2 separate regions of the Ovis aries genome follow, and region 1 is linked to region 2. The links are chromatin contacts, called in public Hi-C maps. All regions are on one chromosome and are shown on one strand. The core of a region is the stretch at or near the end of the contact, and the rest is flanking DNA. Distances in the headings are between cores, read along the strand shown.

Region 1 (5,956 bases), core at 2,419-4,918, 260 kb after region 2:
GGGCTTCAGTTTCAGGCCTGACTTGGTGATTAGAGAAGCTCAGTAGGACTGGTCTCAGTGGCAAGAGGTAGGATGCACGATCCTTGGGGCTGGCCAAGAATAACAGGCACAGACCTGGCCCCTGGACGGAGGCCACCTGGGGAAGGCCCACGGCAACTTGCTGACAGAGTGCAAATCTGCCCTGTCGCAGAGCCAACCTGGCATTGGGGTAAGATGGTCCAGGGCCTGTGGCTTCTTATGCATCTTAGGAAGTTAAAGAAATGGAATTTGGAGAGATGTTCTAGGCTTATGGTGCCTTCATCAAGTATGCCTTTGCTTTCGCCATTTTTTTTGCTTAAGACTGAGATTTTTTTCACTTCTTTATTTTCTTCCTTCCTTCCTCCTTTTTCATTCTCTCTCTGTCCTACCCTTTCCTTCCTCTCCCTCCCTTTTTCCTGTTTCTCTTTTTAACAGAGGTGGAGAAAACTAAGTGCGCCTAGGCTCTGTCTTTGCTATATATATACATAGATATGTATATATTTGCTTCTTGCCAAGAGAAATACATACCTTGGGTTTTTTTTTTTTTTTTTGATCCTAAGAGAATCTTTTTCTTTTCCTAAGTTATAAATGACCTCTGTCCTCCTCTCTTACTTTCTTCCCACCCCCCTTGGAATGTGTGTGTCTGTCTCTTTCTCTTCTGTATCTCTTTGTCTCTTTCTCTCTCTCTCACTACACACACACACCCACCCCCACACACACACACACAATACCTTGAAGACTTGAAGATGCGTACAGGATACACCTTTTGTGTTTCATTTATTGTACAATATTTCACACATCTGTAATTATATTACTCTTAAAATAAAGCCTTCATCCACTTTTAACATCTTTTGATGTCCGTTCCCCGCTGACTCTATTTTTTCTTGTTCCCACTTTACGTTAATGTGAAGAGACAGTTGAGTAAATGCACAATGAACTTCAAAACCTAGTAATTGTTTTTCAGAAAGAATGAAACTTGCGAATTAGATATGGATTGTAAAAGAACACCAGGGCTGATTAGTGTTTGTGAGGGGCGCCTGCCGGACGGCTCTGACACCTGCCTGCCAGCTCTCGCCACAAATGCCACCACTGATGCCTCTGTTCTGCCCATCACAGGATGCGGGGGAGCAGTGCTGGGTGGGAGTTGAAAGACTCGGCAGTGAACCACCTTGTCAGGCTTGGCAATTCACGGGATGCCTGACATAAAAGGCAGCGAGAAACAAAGATGAGTTGCATCCATTTTTACAAGCAAACTCAAGTTATCTGTAAAAATAAAATAAAATAATAAGTTTTTGTTTTTTAAAGAGAGAAGGAACGAGCATTGAAGGTATTCACTACAGTTTTTTTTTTTTTTTTTCCTTGAAGGTTGTGGAGATAATGAGATTTTTGAGACTTGGGGGAGGAAAAGAATTCACAAGCCAAGTTTCAAGCTGCTGAAAAATTGCTTTTAGGAAAGGAAAAAAAAAAAAAAACCTTTTGCATGCTAACCATCTGCTTGCATCTTGTTTACTGCCCAGAGTGCCAGTTTGTGCTTATTAATCATGCTTACACAAGTATCTTAATTACTCCCTATGTAGCTGCTCTGTCTTGAACTCAGAAATTGACCTTTCTCTTTTTATTCCTTTAAATCATTAATCATACACAATCAATGCCAGTGGGGCAGAGCCACGGAGAAGGCTACCCAGATTCTCACACCTCACGCCAGTCCCTGGCAGACAGGGGACGCGGAGTGACTGCCTCGCCAGCAGCCGGCCGTATCTTAATTAATGACTCTGCTGTGTTGAGACTCACGGGCTCGGGGAGGCCGCTCCCACTACCGCCCCTGGTTGCTTCTGCCTACTTCCTTGGTGGCTGCCGGGGTTGAGCAGTGCCTGCTTGACTCTGCTGAAAACCGTCAAGGCCTTAGCCAGGGCTTGACCCTCCTGCGCAGCTAGACTCTGGAAGGCTCCTAGCGGAGGCAGAGTGAACTTCTGAGAGAAGATGCTGGTTCTTAGCATGAGTGGGACGTCCCACCAGACCAGTGGTGCTCCCGCTTTGCCGTGCATGTCCGTCTGCTGGAAATGCCATTGAAAAGTAGGTTTCTGATTCAGGAGGTCTGGCTGGGACCTGAGCATTACCTCCCATGTGACACTAATGCTGCTGCTCCAGGGACCACACTGTGTGCACCAAGGAGTTAGACAAGTGATGACGACTGAGGTCCTCCCTCTAAGCCTGAAGAGGGCAGATGAGCGTAACCTCGAGGAACGTGGTATATGTCCCCCTGTCCCCCTGTCCCCCTTTCGGCTTTATCAGTACGACTTTGGTGAGTGGAAACAAAAAGAATTTCCACAGAAGTGGCATACACATATCCACAAATGTGATGCCCTTTTCTGGGCATTGGAACCACATGTGATGTAAAGATTGGCCTTTGTCATGGAGGAAATAGTGAAGTTGAGACTTTGTTTTTCCTTTTTCATTGAACTTTGTAAAAAAGTTGCTTAAAAGAGCCAAAATAATTCTATTCAAAAAAAAAAAAAAAAAAAGAAGTGCTCAAAACTAAAAGTAAAAATGGAAAAAAAAAAAAAGGATTGAGGCTTGGGTTTCATAAGACTGCTTCTCAGTTCCAGTACAGCAGACAAATTACAGGATATGAAAGTAATTTTGTTCCCCCTGACCCTGTTCTTTCAGCCTCCTAAGTAGGATGGGGAACCTGGAGATAGGAAACAGGAGAAAACATAAATTGAGGGCTGCTGCTTTTAGCCAGGTTGACTGTTCTACTTTTAAAGGGGAGGAATTTAGCATCTCTGGCAAAATAGGCTGAATTTCTACTCACTGTCATTAATTTTACATGTAAAAGTAGGAACTACATGTGCAGAGCTGTATGGCAGTAACATACACCTTAGGATTTGGGTTGACACTCCTAGCCATGATAACACAGGCATGGAATACATTTGAAACACATTCTAAATAGCACTTAGGATCTGCACGCTTTCCCGTCTAAGAGAAGCTCAATAGATCATATACTGATGATGCTAAGGGTTTTGCCCTTGAATCCTCTGGAAGGAAACACACATAAAAACACGTTATAACTAACCTTCATTGCTTTCCATTTCAGCTAATAGTGGAGTGAGGGTCAGGGTGGGAAGGGATTTGATTAAAAGCAAAGTCTTAAGTAAAAGCAACAAGTCTGTATTAGTGAAAAATCACCTAATTAATTCAGATAAAAACTTTGTCGTTCCACATGCAGTGAGAGTACACGGTTAACCGACTTTATTATTTACATTAAAAATGACTTGTTCATGAAGTTAAAAAAATCAATTACTCTGAATGAGGTGAATTAAGAAAATATTTCATCAGCATAGCTTGCCTTTTCAACTGGCAGCCTTTTTGGAGTTTCTCAGTGATTTATGAAGTGAAAATTTGGTCTTGTCTCTAGTGAGGACATCCTGTAGCCTTCCTACATAGTTTTGGTATTTTGGTATGTGAGGGGTTTTGGCAGCTTGGCGAGTATCTGGGCCAAAATGACAGAAAGACATAACTCACTTGCATTTGGTAAAGTAATAATTAACTTGAACTTCTGGACATGCAACATTTTGAGAACTGGAACTGGGTGCCTTGCACAATCATGGTCTGCTGTGAAACCCTTTATAGAAGACTCTTCTTGTTCTTGGAACTTCATGCGGACTTGAAAGCAGGCTGATTTAAGTGTTGAGAGCCTGGTTTGGCAAGAGTTGTGTTTATGCTTCTCTCTCTGAAGGCCATGGATCTGACCCCTCTGAGGAAGCCAAGGTATTTTTAGGGAAAGGCTAGAGTGGCATTTTCTGGGGAAAATTGGTGGCATTTTTCATGAAGAACTCTTGGGACAGGGATTGAGGCTGGGTTGAAGCCTCATGAGGACCCTGCTCTCACTGGGTCAGGGCTCTGCATCCTCTTTTAGGAAAACTCCAGACTTGCTTTAGTGGGAGACAGGCAGCCTATAGGCCTTTCCTGTAGGGAGTAATTGAAAGCCCCTGTCTAGCAAAGAGAGATTCTTGGATTCTTGGTGTTTAATTTTTCTGGAGGGGGAGTCTGGGAAATCTGCAGTTTTATAATTCCCCAGGTAATTCTGGAGTTCAGCCACCATTGAAAATCGCAATGGTACTGCTCACATTGGCCCCTTGCATTCTCTAGCCACTGTACAGGTCTGGGACCCAATCCTTTCAAACTGTGATATTCAAGCCCTGAAGATAAAAAGACGATGACCTAAGCAGGGTGTCTTCCTTGAGACGCCCACAGTCTGTGAAGGAAGATGCTCTACATTACCAGATTAGCTGCTCTGGGCTTGATGTTGCCCCCCATGTCCCGTATCTCGGCCTCTTGGCTCCTGTCTGTTGGCTTGGCCTGCCATTTAGTGCTTTCTTGAGCCATATAAGCTGTGTGGTGCCCTGCCCCCGTGTAGGTCTAATTCTGATCTCAATTCTGATCCACGTTCCCAACAGCATGGTGTGAGGGATACTACAGGAAGGATGGATTCTCCTGTGAAGACTGTTGGGGAAGCCCCAGTCAGAACAAAGTTCAACACTTGGCTTAGCTGTCAGGCTCCTCTTAATATTCTTAGGTATTGTGTATGTCTAAGCCTTTGACTGTGTGGATCACAATAAACTGTGGAAAATTCTTCAAGAGATGGGAATGCCAGACCACCTGACCTGCCTCTTGAGAAACTTATATGCAGGTCAGGAAGTGACAGTTAGAACTGGACATGGAACAACAGACTGGTTCCAAATAGGAAAAGGAGTACATCAAGGCTGTATATTGTCACCCTACTTATTTAACTTCTATGCAGAGTACATCATGAGAAACGCTGGACTGGAAGAAACACAAGCTGGAATCAAGATTGCCGGGAGAAATATCAATAACCTCAGATACGCAGATGACACCACCCTTATGGCAGAAAGTGAAGAGGAACTAAAAAGCCCCTTGATGAAAGTGAAAGAGGAGAGTGAAAAAGTTGGCTTAGAGCTCAACATTCAGAAAACGAAGATCATGGCATCTGGTCCCATCACTTCATGGGAAATAGATGGGGAAACAGTGGAAACAGTGTCAGACTTTATTTTTTTTGGCTCCAAAATCACTGCAGATGGTGACTGCATCCATGAAATGAAGACACTTACTCCTTGGAAGAAAAGTTATGACCAACCTAGACAGCATATTCAAAAGCAGAGACATTACTTTGCCAACAAAGGTCCATCTAGTCAAGGCTATGGTTTTTCCAGTGGTCATGTATGGATGTGAGAGTTGGACTGTGAAGAAAGCTGAGCACCGAGGAATTGATGCTTTTGAACTGTGGTGTTGGAGAAGACTCTTGAGAGTCCCTTGGACTGCAAGGAGATCCAACCAGTCCATTCTAAAGGAGATCAGTCTTGGGTGTTCTTTGGAAGGACTGATGCTAAAGCTGAAACTCCAGTACTTTGGCCACCTCATGCGAAGAGTTGACTCATTGGAAAAGACTGTGATGCTGGGAGGGATTGGGGGCAGGAGGAGAAGGGGACGACAGAGGATGAGATGGCTGGATGGCATCACTGACCTGATGGACGTGAGTTTGAGTGAGCTCCGAGAGATGGTGATGCACAGGGAGGCCTGGCGTGCTGTGATCATGGGATCACAAAGAGTCAGACATGACTGAGTGACTGAACTGAACTGAAGAGAAGAGTAGTTTACAATCTTCCCCATTTTGTTCTCTTGAACTCTTTTTAACACTGTGGGTTGAATAATCCATACAGTATATTTTCCCCAATGCTGTTCTATTCTCTGGGACATGGTCCAACCTCAACTGTAGATAATGAGGCTGTATTTATGCTCACTAGCATAAATAGACTGCTCACTCATGGGTTCTGTCCCTGAGCTGGCTGGCTCCTGTATGTCTCCCTTTCTTCTAACCAGCTCTGATTATCCACCACTGGAATACAAAACCATGTGCCAC
Region 2 (6,103 bases), core at 2,139-4,638:
TTTTTTTTCATTTTTGTAACAAACATGCATGTAAATTTGTGTTTCAATCAGACATTAAATAAGAACGTACAATACAATCATAGCAATTTTAAAGTAACATTAAAGAGAAGACCTCTAGTTCTGTGGCGGTTTTGTATTTATTTATAATCTACAAGGGATGGGAGGGTTTGTTTTCCACATTTTTAACCCTCAAGTTTTAATTTTTCCCCCTTCTTCCTTTTTACCTACAGAGCTCAAACTAAGTAATGCACTTTTGAACCACGGGTCCGCTTGGAGCTAACATAAATAAATACCAGTGTCCACCGATGCAGTCCTCAGATGAACACTTTTCAATTATTTTTTCCTTCTTTTTCTATAAAAAGTCAAATGATATTTTTTTTCAACTTTTATAAAGTTTGGGTGGGGAGATGAGAGGTGGGGGAAAGGGGACTTTCCCACCGGGTCTCGGTCGCTGTTTCGGGTAGATAGATACAGTATATATATATTTTCCTTTCCTGGCCCGGGTCATCCCCACGCGCGGGTGACAGTCGCCTCGGCCCTGTTCCCGCCCCTCCCTCGGCTCCTCCCCACCCCCACCCCCCAGTTCTTTTCTTTCCCTCGATAGCCCTCGAGACCGCCCTCACTGGTACCCCAGCGCCGAGGCCGTGGTCAGTCTCTGTCCGTAGAGGGCATAGGGGGAGTAGTACGGTCCGGTGGCGGCGGGCACGGGCACGGGGGCACCGGGCGTGGGGAGCGGGCTCTTGGAGTAGGGGTGGTAGCGGCTGCTGAGTCCCAGCGCGTGGTGGGGGCTGCGCAGCGCCAGCGTCCCGGGGCTGCCCGGAGCGCCCGACGTGGGGATGTGCATGTGGCAGGCCATGGCGGCCGCTGCGGCGCTGGCCAGAGACGAGGAGCTGGGGTAGCCCGACAGCAGTTTGTCTGTCCCGGGGAAGGCCGTGTGGGTCCGCAAGTGGCTCAGCAGCTCTTCAGACGTCGCGAAGCGCTTGTCGCAAGGCCCGTTGGCCGACACCCAGTTGCAGATGTGGGGGAGCGGGTCGTTAGGGAGCATGAAGCCGTAGGGGTAGAGGGGGTGGCCGGCCAGAGAGGGCGGTGTGGCGCCGGCGGCCGCGGCCGCGGTGAGCGATGAGTGCACGCCGTGCAGCGGGTGCGTGGGGTACACCAGCGGGTATCCGGACTTGAGAGCCGCGGCCGCCGCGGCCGGATCGTGAGCGCACGACGCGCTGGCTGCCGCCGCCCCAGCCAGGTGACTGGCGCAGTGGTAGCTGAGGCAGTACGGGTCCCGACACAAACTGGCTGTCATCACGGACGGCGGTGACGCTCCGGCCAAGGGGCTCGAGCCGGCGGGCTTGCTGCAGCCCAGAGAACCCGCCGCGGCCGCCGCCAGCTGAGCCCCCACTAGGCTGCCCGGCTTGGTGGGGTCGAGCGCCACGCCGTGTGGCAGGAACTGGGGCGGGTAGCCGGCGTAGGCCCCAGCCAGGCTCCCTGGGTAGGTCATGCCCGCGGGAGGCAGAGGGAACACTGTTTGGCCCGGCTTGTAGGGCGACACGGGCGCCACCAGCCCAGAGCCCAACACAGAGGAGGAGGTGGGCGCGCTGGGGCCGGAGCTGGAGCCGGAGCCTGATGAGCCGCCGCAGTCCGAGCCTAGAGCCTTGCCCCCGGGGCCCCCATCTGGGTGCTGGTTCACGTCCACATTGATCCCGCCGCCACAGCTAATCCGGCCGTGCGCCAGCCCCGTGGGTCCCCCTTCGGCCGAGGCGCCCCCGGAGCCCTTGGCGCCGCCACCGCCGCCGCCCGCCTCGGGGTCCTTCTTGTCGTCCTTGCCATCCGGGCCGCCCCCGGCCGAAGGCAGCATGCCTCCTGGAGAACAGGCCGAGGCGCTGGAGCTTGGGCTGCCTGTCCTGGGCGTGAATGGCTGGCAGGTGGCGCTCGGTACCCGGAATCCGGACTTCTCCGCCGAAACCCCCCCGCCGCCGCCCCCGCCGCCCCCTCCTCCTCCGCCGCCGCCGCCTCCCGGTTCTTTCTTATCCGAGCCGGGTTTGGAGTACGGCTTGAAACTCGACTTGTCTTCCACGCCGATGTCGCTCAGCTTGAGGGGGCCCGACTTGGCGTCCTTGTCGCCCCCGGCGCCGCCGCCGGCACCGCCCGTGCCACCCCCGTTGGAGGCCACTGAGGAGAGTTTGGACGAGGGCGAGGGGTCGGGCTTCCCGATCTGCGAGCATGTTTGGGCCAACAGCGCCAGCGGGCTCTTCTTGGCATCGAGCTGCAGGGTCAGACGTGGGGCGGGGGGGGGCGCACAAAGAAAGAAGGGGAAACCCTTTAGAATCCTGCCTTCTAGGTTTCGAGCGCACCTCAGCCAAGACCGTAAAGATCCTTCCAGCCCCGAGGCGCAAATCTAGGAGACATCCCTTCTACACACACATTCTCTTTCTTGAGAAAGGCCACAGCACCCCCACCCCACCCCCAGCCCCGCCACCAGGATCTTTCCTGTCCTCTCTAAGCGATAACTGGATTGGAAAAAAAAAAAAAACAAACTCGAAAAATGTTTTGGTTTCTGATTCTTTGACCCAGAACTGTACTCCCCACCCCCACCTCTAATACTTCAGAGTAAGGGCTCGGGTCGTTGGCGCCTTAGAGGCTGTGTACAAATACCAGCTTCTGGGAAACCGGAGGACCGGGACTTTGGAACCGTATTTTGGACTCCCGTCTGTCTTCTGGCCTGAGAGTGAGGGGGCCTGGGTCGAGGTAGGGGCTTTAACACCAATGGAAGAAACAAGTTTTGATTGCCTTGGCTCCTAGCATTCACACCCCATTCTACCTCCTCCCCTCTTTCCGCCCTAGTTTTAAGGTGCGGGAGCACGATCCTCTCCCCTCATCCCGGAGCTGAATCACTCCGATCCCCCCACCTTCACCCCCTGCAGATCACAAGAGAAAGAAATCCCGTGGAGGGGCAGCCAGAGTGGTGGTCCCAGCGCGATCCGGGGATAGGGTCCTTACCTCTATGGGGCTGACGGGAGTGGAAGGCAGGGGCTGCAGGTACTCAGGGTGCAAAATGTGGCCAGTCCGTGCCGTCAGCATCTTCAGCACCTTGATGGGCAGGCGGTTAGCCTGGCGGAGGGGGTCAGAGGGGGGCACAGCGTGCACAAAAGGCTTGGTGCTGCCGGCCGGGGACGAGCCTGGGCCGGGGCCGGAGCTATTTCCAGAGAGCGCGCTGGTCCAGGCAGGGTCCGCACTGCCGCCGCCGCCGCCGCCGCCGCCGCTGTGCTTACTGCTTCTTAAGGCAGAAAGCGAGGGCGCTGTGCTCATGACCCACCCGCGCGCATGGGAGCAGCGGGGGGAGGGCTCCAGGAGGCGCGGGGCGGGCTCCGGGCTGCGCTCTCGCCCGGGGAGCAGGAGCAGCAGGAGGAGGTGGAGCTGGCTCGGCGGTCACAGGCGCCCAGCGCGCCTTCTTGGCGCCTGGAGCCACAAGCGAATAATCCTGGGTGGCCCGCAGCGGAGCCGCGGCCGAGCGGGAGGAGCCGGCCCGACTGCGGGAGTGCCGGGTGGCTAGCCGTGTCGGCCTTGGGCTGTGCCCCTGCGCTGCGCACTCGCGGCCCGGCGCTGGCGCTGCTCTCCGCGATGTGAGCCGCTGCCTGTCCAGCCGGGGCTCTGGCGAGGAAACTCACTTCAAAAGCAGCTGCACCGAGGGGGAGATTAAAGCCTTTGCCGCCTTCCAATCAAATGGGAGCCCGAGGTGATTGGAGGGTCAAGGGGATGTGACGCGTCCCGCGCCGCCGCCGCCGCCGCCAGGACTCTCAGCGCTGGTTTTAATGGGCAGCTCCCTCTTTGCCGCTCCCCCTGCGTGTCCCCTCCCTAGATTTCGCTCGGAGGACGAGCTGGACATTTATTCTACGTTTGCTATCTGCCGCCTCCCTCTCTTTTCTTCCTCGTCGTCCTTTTCCCCAGCTGGAGAATAAACTGAAACCTTCTTTTGCAGGAGGGTGCTTGCAAGGAACAGTTTGAGCGTGTTCAGAAGGAGCACTAGCAGGAGTCTGGACAACGGCCGGACTGTCAACTCCAGGGCCGCCACGGAGGTCCACACCCCCAAGTATTCTCTCCCCCGCCTCAGTAATTGAAATCTCCTGCGGTGCAGCCGCCTGGGTAAGGAAAGGTGGGGAGCGGGTGTTGGAGGAAGTCCGCCCGCCCGCTTTGATTTCCCGGGATTCGGCGGCAGAGAAACCAGAAGCTAGGTGGGCAGCGGAGGCGGAGGAGGCAAGTCTCGGCTCTAAGCTAGGTTCCCCGCCCTTCCCGGCCACGTGACGCCCGGAGATGCGCAGATTGGGGCAGGAGGGGGGTCACATGTTTCCTCTGTTTCACACTCAGCACCCCCCCGCAATTCTTACTCTCCTTTGCCACCCTCTCTTCTACCCGCGCCCCCCTCCCGAGTTCTCTGGGCATCTCCACCCCTCCATCAATTGTCAATGTTCCTCGACCGCAATCAATCAGTTATTTGTCAGCTCTTGTCAATCCGCCGGTGATTTATGTCAGCTTTTGTTGCTGATTACAAGGCGGGTGCGACTTGAAGGGAAAAAGGGAGAGGGAGAGAGAGACGCAGAGGAAGGAAGAGACTGAGGGGGAACTGAAGGAGGGGGAAGGAGGAGCAGCCTCCTGGGATGAGAGGCGGGGGCTCTAAGAAAAAGAATGAAAGAAGAGAAAGAGGCGCTCGGTGTCAGGAAAATGAATAGTGAGAGTAAAGTGCGCAGGTGCGCCAAGGGCGCTGAGAAGGGTGCGCTGGCCTGGGGTGTGCGCCTCGCTCCTCTAGGTACTGGAGAGAGAGATAACACCCTTCCACCTCTGGGGATTCCGTTCCTTTGGGGCCACGCGCAGAGTTCCGAGCGCTCTCGGTATCCGAGACAGGCAGTGGCGACGTCCAACACGGGAGATTTTTTACCCCCCAAGCCATGGTACTCCCTTCGGGGTACGTTGAGTGCAGTCGTCAGGCTGCCAGCTGGCCCCCTCTACCCCCTCCCTAGTGCCCTGACTCCAAACTCGGAAGCTTCTTTCTAAGAGCCACATTACCAACGTAGCCTTGAGTTCTGGAGGTCAGTGGTGGGGTACCCCCCCCTCAGTTCTTTGACACCCGTCCCCCATCGTGGCTAGGGCTGAGAGGTTGCGAAGAAGAGGCCTGACGTGTGTGTTGGGGCAGATAGGTTCCAGGCTCACTCAGGCCCCCTCTTCCAGCCCTCCCTCAACCCCTGCCATCCCCGCAGTCTTGGTAGCCAGGGTTACTCTGGGCTGCTCGCTCGAATTTATTGGAACGCCGAGCCGGGACTGACCAGCGCGGGGAGAGCAGAGGGAAGAAGCAAGAGAGAGAGGGTGGGTGCGGCGGGGTGGGGTGGGGTGGGGTGGGGGCGGCTGCCTGTGGGAACAACTGGCTCTTCCAGGGAAGCGGAGCGGGACCGCCGCGTTCCCCTCGATTTGCACCGTCATTCGGGCTGTTGGGAAGGCAGAGGGGAGGCGCTCTGCGTGCCTCCGCGTACCTGGATCTGAGTGCAGAAGTGTGTATGAATGCCTGTGCATCTGTGTGAGTGGTCAGGGCTTTGGTAGCGTCTGGAGCGAATTCGAGGGGTGGGTGACCTCCAAAAACTCGCAGAAACTGGAAGGGGGCGAGAGAAGGGTACATCCCTTTCCTCGGAAGGACTTGGAAGACTTTGACTCTCCCCTCCCCCTCGCCCTTTTCCACCCCGGCTCTTCTTTTGTTGTCAAGTCCTTTTGATAAATGGTGGGGCTGGGAGCGCTGGGGAGCCGGGAGCCAGTCTGTACCCGCGCGGGGGGGCGGGGGCGGGGGCCGGGCCTTGAGACCCGGTTTCCACCCTTGCTCACCCGGCCGGTGCCCCGTCGGCGCCGAAGTCGGGTCTGGGACCTGCCTTCGGCGTGCTCGCGGTTTCCACTCTCACCACCCCATTCCTCCCTCCCTCATTTTTGTCTCTGTCTCCCACTCCGCACAGGTACCGAGAACTTTCTAGGGGTGAGTTTTAGAATTTCTCGTAGGCATTCTTTTTATGCGTTTTAATGTTATCCCTTGATTCTTTAGCTTGGTAAACTTCATGAGATGGTAACTTGACTAAAG

The links. Hi-C and Micro-C count contacts between places; a contact is called where the count stands out from the background.
Region 1: a contact with region 2 is called in a Hi-C map of tail adipose tissue, with 5 times the contacts expected there. The contact joins the enhancer-like site here to the promoter of LOC114110806 in region 2. A contact is called at or near these places in 5 of 16 Hi-C or Micro-C datasets (hypothalamus, liver, omental adipose tissue and 2 more).

The regions. Positions count from the first base shown.
Region 1 is chr25:30,604,178-30,610,133 of ARS-UI_Ramb_v3.0, forward strand. All of the region lies in intron 2 of LRMDA (leucine rich melanocyte differentiation associated), which reads left to right. Among named protein-coding and RNA genes, the nearest start is that of TRNAG-CCC, 180 kb to the left of the region's middle. Within about 2 kb of position 3,669, at least 8 of the 54 cell types and tissues checked have an H3K27ac peak or open chromatin away from gene starts, as enhancers often do. A contact at or near this core is called in liver and tail adipose tissue, where this site is marked.
Region 2 is chr25:30,346,097-30,352,199 of ARS-UI_Ramb_v3.0, forward strand. LOC114110806 (putative uncharacterized protein encoded by ZNF503-AS2) reads left to right here and starts at 3,389. Exons shown (of 4, transcript XR_006058018.2): 1 at 3,389-3,727; 2 at 3,971-4,134. ZNF503 (zinc finger protein 503) reads right to left here and starts at 3,644. Exons shown (of 2, transcript XM_027962213.2): 1 at 2,992-3,644; 2 at 1-2,257. The coding sequence starts at 3,300. The coding sequence ends at 620.